Linked DNA regions of Danio rerio: region 1 is linked to region 2. A link is a contact called in public Micro-C data. All regions are on one chromosome and are shown on one strand. The core of a region is the stretch at or near the end of the contact, and the rest is flanking DNA. Distances in the headings are between cores, read along the strand shown.

Evidence for each region. Hi-C and Micro-C count contacts between places; a contact is called where the count stands out from the background.
Region 1: a Micro-C map of caudal fin shows a contact between it and region 2, with 10 times the contacts expected there. The contact joins the enhancer-like site here to the promoter of aldh3a2a in region 2. A contact is called at or near these places in 5 of 18 Hi-C or Micro-C datasets (caudal fin, embryo, hematopoietic stem cells and 1 more) and 3 of 4 datasets of contacts at active chromatin or transcription factors (caudal fin, embryo and gastrula embryo).

Annotation. Positions count from the first base shown.
Region 1 is chr15:23,346,604-23,349,383 of GRCz12tu, forward strand. It overlaps ulk2 (unc-51 like autophagy activating kinase 2), which reads left to right. Exons shown (of 27, transcript XM_002664615.7): 15 at 1,286-1,435; 16 at 2,617-2,762. Among named protein-coding and RNA genes, the nearest start is that of usp2a, 32 kb to the right of the region's middle. Within about 2 kb of position 1,323, at least 54 of the 62 cell types and tissues checked have an H3K27ac peak or open chromatin away from gene starts, as enhancers often do. A contact at or near this core is called in caudal fin, where this site is marked.
Region 2 is chr15:23,305,571-23,308,422 of GRCz12tu, forward strand. It overlaps aldh3a2a (aldehyde dehydrogenase 3 family, member A2a), which reads right to left and starts at 1,476. Exons shown (of 11, transcript NM_212649.1): 1 at 1,446-1,476; 2 at 476-671; 3 at 167-398. The coding sequence starts at 637.

The DNA of each region.
Region 1 (2,780 bases), core at 73-2,572, 41 kb after region 2:
ACATTTATATATTTTTTTTAAATAATTTTGACTTTTTCTTTTATTGGTTTTTAAAATCTAAAACTGTTTTGCTTTAAAAATATAAAACAATCATGGATATAACGATTCAATAGTTCTTTAATATGATAACTAAGAGGAGGCAAATATTTGGTCTTAGTAAAAATTAATAATCGAAATAGAAATTAATCAAACACTTACTTTAAAATGCTACAATTGTATTTAATAACCACACATTATGAACAACATGTGACATTCATTCATATAATCTGCTAAGGATTCAAATGAGCAGTATTATTACATTTTTCATATTTTTAAAGATTTGTTTTGCTTAAAATTTTTTGATTTATAGATATTTACTAATATATTGAGTAAATTTTGTGAAATAACTTTTAAATTTACTTGAGTAAAAGCTCTGCCATTACCCAAGTGTTTATTGTTGCACAGTCCTTCAGAAATCATGAGCTGATATAGTGCTTAAAACAAACAATTATTAATATCAATGTTGAAAATAACAGTTATGCTTTTTCTAGATTATTTGATGACTGTAGAATAAAAACAGCCTTTACTTAAACTAATAATCTTTTGTAACATGAATAATGGTTTTACTGGCACTTTTATCAATTTCATACTAAGTTAAAGCATAGATTTTTCTGTATTCATTATACATTCACACTCTCGTCCGTTGTGTGCTGTTGGTTTAGTGTCATGCTGAACTGCCTGTGGGTCAAACAAAGAAAGTGTGTTTGTGTGCAGTCGGTTAAGGGCTCACGTGTGGACCACTCTCCTCCCTCTCTCATTACATAATCCAGCAGTCTGAAGCTCAGACCTTAATGTGCAGCTTCATTTTCCCCTTTTTAGCTCCCCTTCCTTCTTATCGGACATTTGCATGGTTTACTTGCACCCTCCCATACATGACCCAGCCATGACATCGCTAAAAAAACATTGTGTTCCTGGTAGAATAAGAACATGCTGTTTTGTTTTCTTTGTCTGTGACTGGTGGAAGTAGGAGGACTCAGCACGTGCCACTGTCTAAAAACTCCGCCCAAGACTCCTCCCTGCTCCTTTCTGATTGGTCAGAGGGTTGTGTTTACCCCAAAGCTCCGCCCATTTGTTTCAGACATGCCCTTTCAGCAGAAACACAGAAGCTTCACGTTCTTTACTTTTAAAGATCACATGTTGAATGATTCTTTAAGCTTGAGGTTTTTTATTTTAAGGTTTTTGTCTCAGAAATGGGGTTGGAAAAGCAGCCTGACTGGATTGCCACCTTGTTTTCTGGGTTTCTCAGGTCACCGCAGCCATCTACTGGACAGACGCCAATGGTGTCACCACGGAGCGAGACCACGCCAATTCCTGTGCCCTCACAGGTGCGAAACTACCAGCGGATCAAACAGAACCTCTCCAGCAGCCCAACCACAACACTTTATGGCTCTCCCAGGTAAGACACCCAACAATGGGAACATGTAACTTTTGCTAAACTGCCTGCTGAATGTGCAAGTTTTGATCTTGCCAAGATCTGAGACATGATTTGTCTGACTCATTAATTGTCTCTCATTATTTCCCAAACATAACATAAACAAAACATATTTTCCTACCCTGTTGTTCTGGTGTGGGATCTTCTCGTCTTTGTGCTGACATTTTGATTTGTTCATTTATTAATAAACGTGACATCAAAAATATCTCACACACCTGTCCTATTGGAGGACACTTTTTGCTTTTAATTGTGAAGGCAATCAATTCTGATAATGTTTTAAAGTAAGAATAGATTTATAAATGATACTATGTAAATTATAAATAGTATTATTATATTATTTTGCTTCTGAATTTAATATATACAAATGTTTAGAACATAAAAACCCTGCAATGTGTCTTTGTGAACCGGTGTGTTTGGGTGTTTAGGCTGAGGTTTGGCAGAGTCTTGAGATAATGACGTTTGCTCCATCTCCAATTAGTCATGCCAGACTTTAACAGCTGCTCGGCCTACTTCACTGTGACCTGCCCTGTGTCTCCAAAAGTGATTAAGCTTACCATGGCGGCAGTGCTGTCCTTGTGCCCAGGGCCAGGCTGATTCCCATTATCTGAGCCTGTTAGTCAGCTCAGACTTCATACTAGTTAAAACCCCACTGGCTCTGCTTTAGACCAAATTAATGAATATTAATTGTGTGCTAGGTGACTATCTGTATATGTGGGCTGTTTATGGGGATGTCATCTAGCTTGTTTATGGATTGCATGGGAATCTTAAGTATCTCTCTTTTGGCTAACCTTTCAAAATTTGGGGGTCGGTTATTCAAATATTTTCTTGATTTTTTTTAGACACTGTGATCATTTTTGAGTATTGAGGAAGATTAAAAAATACAGTGACACTGTGTTTGCCAAATATTATTTGCTCATATGAACAGATAATGTGATGAATCACACCTCTTTTTGGACACCTATATGAAATTAAAGAGAACTGGCCTTACATGTGCACACAAAACTCCCTTAGATCAGTTAGTCAAAAATCATTGTGCAGTGGTTGCTTAAGAACAGTTTACACTTTGATTTTGTGCTTTGAAATGCATTTGTAAGCTTGTCTGAATACCACTATAGTATAATTTTTGTCTGTTTTTATGGTCACAGGTCAGGCACAGTGCGTCGCTCCAACACAAGCCCCATGGGCTTCCCTAAAATGGTGTCTGCTTCCCCAAGCCCTGCAGATACTGTCCAAACAGTGGGGCGACGTCTCTCTACTGGCAGCTCTCGGCCCTACTCCCCCTCTCCACTGGGTAAGAGTCCCCACTGTC
Region 2 (2,852 bases), core at 226-2,725:
TTGGATTAATTGTTCACCATATGACTAACAATGTGTGCTAGCAACATAAATATTGTAAATTTGGATGTCTTGCAGACTTTAATGACGCTTTTTGGACTAATTTCTTTAAACTTGTAGTCTCACGACTCTAACAATAATGTCAACATAAGGTAGGTTTATGCTTCACCTGCAGCAATGGCACCAACAAGAGGTTGCAGGGTAACTGCTATTGGATAGTTCCACGCCCCAATGATGAGCACAACACCAAGAGGCTCTGGCTGTAGGAACACATCGTCTGAGATGGTCAGAAGGTTTTTATTCACAGGACGAGGTGCTGCCCACTCAGCCAGTTTGCTGACAGCCAGATTGATCTCTCCCTCCAAGCCAAGGATCTCAAACAACTGTGTTGAGTTTGCGCTCTACAAAAACACAGACATTACGTTCAACCCAGTTAATCATCCAAACAGAATATGCAGAGCTGGCAATTTTGATTCACCTTATAGAGGTCTTTTCTCAGGGCATTAGTGATGTCTGCTGCTCTTTCTTTAATGAATCGGCTTAGGTTTTTAAGTTGTTTGACTCTGTAGTCCAGGGGTTTGGATCTTCCGGTCAAGAATGCCTTTCTGGCCTGTTGAACAGCAAGCTGCTCTCGAGACATCATTAAGAGTCAGTCTGGTCTGTGATTCAATGAGCTGAAAGATAATAAAATAAAGGTGAAGAGTTAATCTTAATTCTTAGGGTGAGATATAAATAGAAACAAACAAAAAAAATATCAAAGTAAGTTCAGCGAGCATATTTCGCAACATGTACTTTGCCACTTTGAAGCATTTGCTTGTTTATGATTTAGCTAACATTTGCTGTTTCTATGAATTTTCAACGTCATCACTTTTACTAATTAATAGAGGTACTTTAGTAGTTGACTGTGATTGTCATACTTTATTCGTTCGGGAATGTTTTTCTTTACTCCAGTATTACCACTGTATACTAAACGTCTTTGTAGATCAAAAATAAAAAAATAACTTTACTTAAACTCTCTTGGTTCATATGTTTTTTAAGATAACTACAAGTAAACACAATTTAGGTTTGTGTCTATGTTTCATCTCCAAACAGAAGGTAAAATTGTACAAATAAGTAAATTAAATAAAAAAGAACCAAAATAAGAACAAAAAGGCAGAAAAATGCGAGGTAAAAATACTTTGCATTTCCTTTACATTACATTTACATGTATGTGCTGGAGATGTGATTACAACACTTTTCAGTGAAGTAAGAGTTCCGTAAAGTTTAGTTTAGTGGTCACACAGTAAGCTCACTTTGATTGTAATTTCTGTGCGCATAGCATTCGTAATATCTGACGACTGAAACCTTCAACCCGAACCGTATCATAAGGATAACAGTAAGGCTGTGAATTAATGTGCAATGCTGCTGCTGAATATACAATTTATTTTACTCTAAACGAGAGAGGTTACCTGAACGCTGAGATATGAACATTAACCTCACATCATCTGCGTCATGCTCACTTAAAAATCTTGGGAAGATCCTTTAAACGCAAACATTTCCTCCAGCAGAGGCGCTTGGAGGATCAGAAGGCTGAATTCTCCAGTGATACAATTCACATTTGAGGGCGTTTTGTGTTTGGCTGCAGGTATATGTACTCTAAAATGTATCATCGTTTAAATACAAGCATTAAAAATAACTGTGGTGCATGAAAGAAAACTGCAACAATGACTCAATTAATTTTATAAAACTATTAAATCCCCCTCTTTACCTACTAACCACAAACGACATTGATTGGTCCTTTCAGCTATTCTGTCATGCACCGCTGAAAAACGTAACAGGTGTCACGCGATAAAACTGGTCCAGCAGCGCTTTGAACAATAGTTTACACTTGAAAATTACATTGAGAATTCTTAATAGCCTTCAATATATTTATTTCAAATGTACTGTGAAGAGTAAAATTATATCTTGAAAAGAACATTAATATATTTCTTACTCTCTCGCCTCCTTGTGACTATAGCAGGTTGCCATTCTACTTACTTTTCTTCTTCTTCTTCTTCGTGGTTTTATGGCGAGTAGCGAACCAACTTTAAAGGTGCATATCGCCACCTTCTGTGATGGAGTAACTTACTTTTCTTTCGTCACTCTTCCTCTTATTTTTTTTTTGTCTTATTTCAGACGCTGCACACCATTACAGCGCCATCTACTGTTGATCTGTTACATGTAGTCTCTTACAAGAACAGTTGGGTCAATGCGGTCAATGTTTATCAGTGTGATGTTCACAAGTTTCTATGAATATATTTGATATGATCCTCTGTTATTCTGGCCTCATGGTCAGGGAAAATATTATAATTAATAATAATAATAATAATTATAAGCTGGGTCAGTTGATGTTTCTGTGTGGAGTTTGCATGTTCTCCCTGTGTTGGCGTGGGTTTCCTCCAAGTGCTTGTTTCCCTCACAATTTGAAAGACGTGAACAGGTGAACTGGGTAAGCTAAAATTGTCCGTAGTGTATGTGAATGAGTGTGTATGGATGTTTCCCAGTGATGGGCATCCGCTGTGTAAAACATGCTGGATAAGTTGGCGGTTCATTCTGCAGTGGCAACCCCAGCTTAATAAAGCAATTAAAAGATAATAGAATGAATAATAGAAAGAGATTGAATAATAATACATTTTATTGTATCTAGTAGCAGCTTTTTTTCTCATTAAATAACTATTGTACTTTTTATTAAGTATTTTTTTTATTTAGAATGTCTTTTTTTATTGTTATTTTTCTGAATGTGTCTATAGAGTAATAACATTTTAATTAAATTGTAATATATTTTTAATTAATTATTTTTTCAATTAACATTTGTTATTTTAGTTTTATTGTACAAG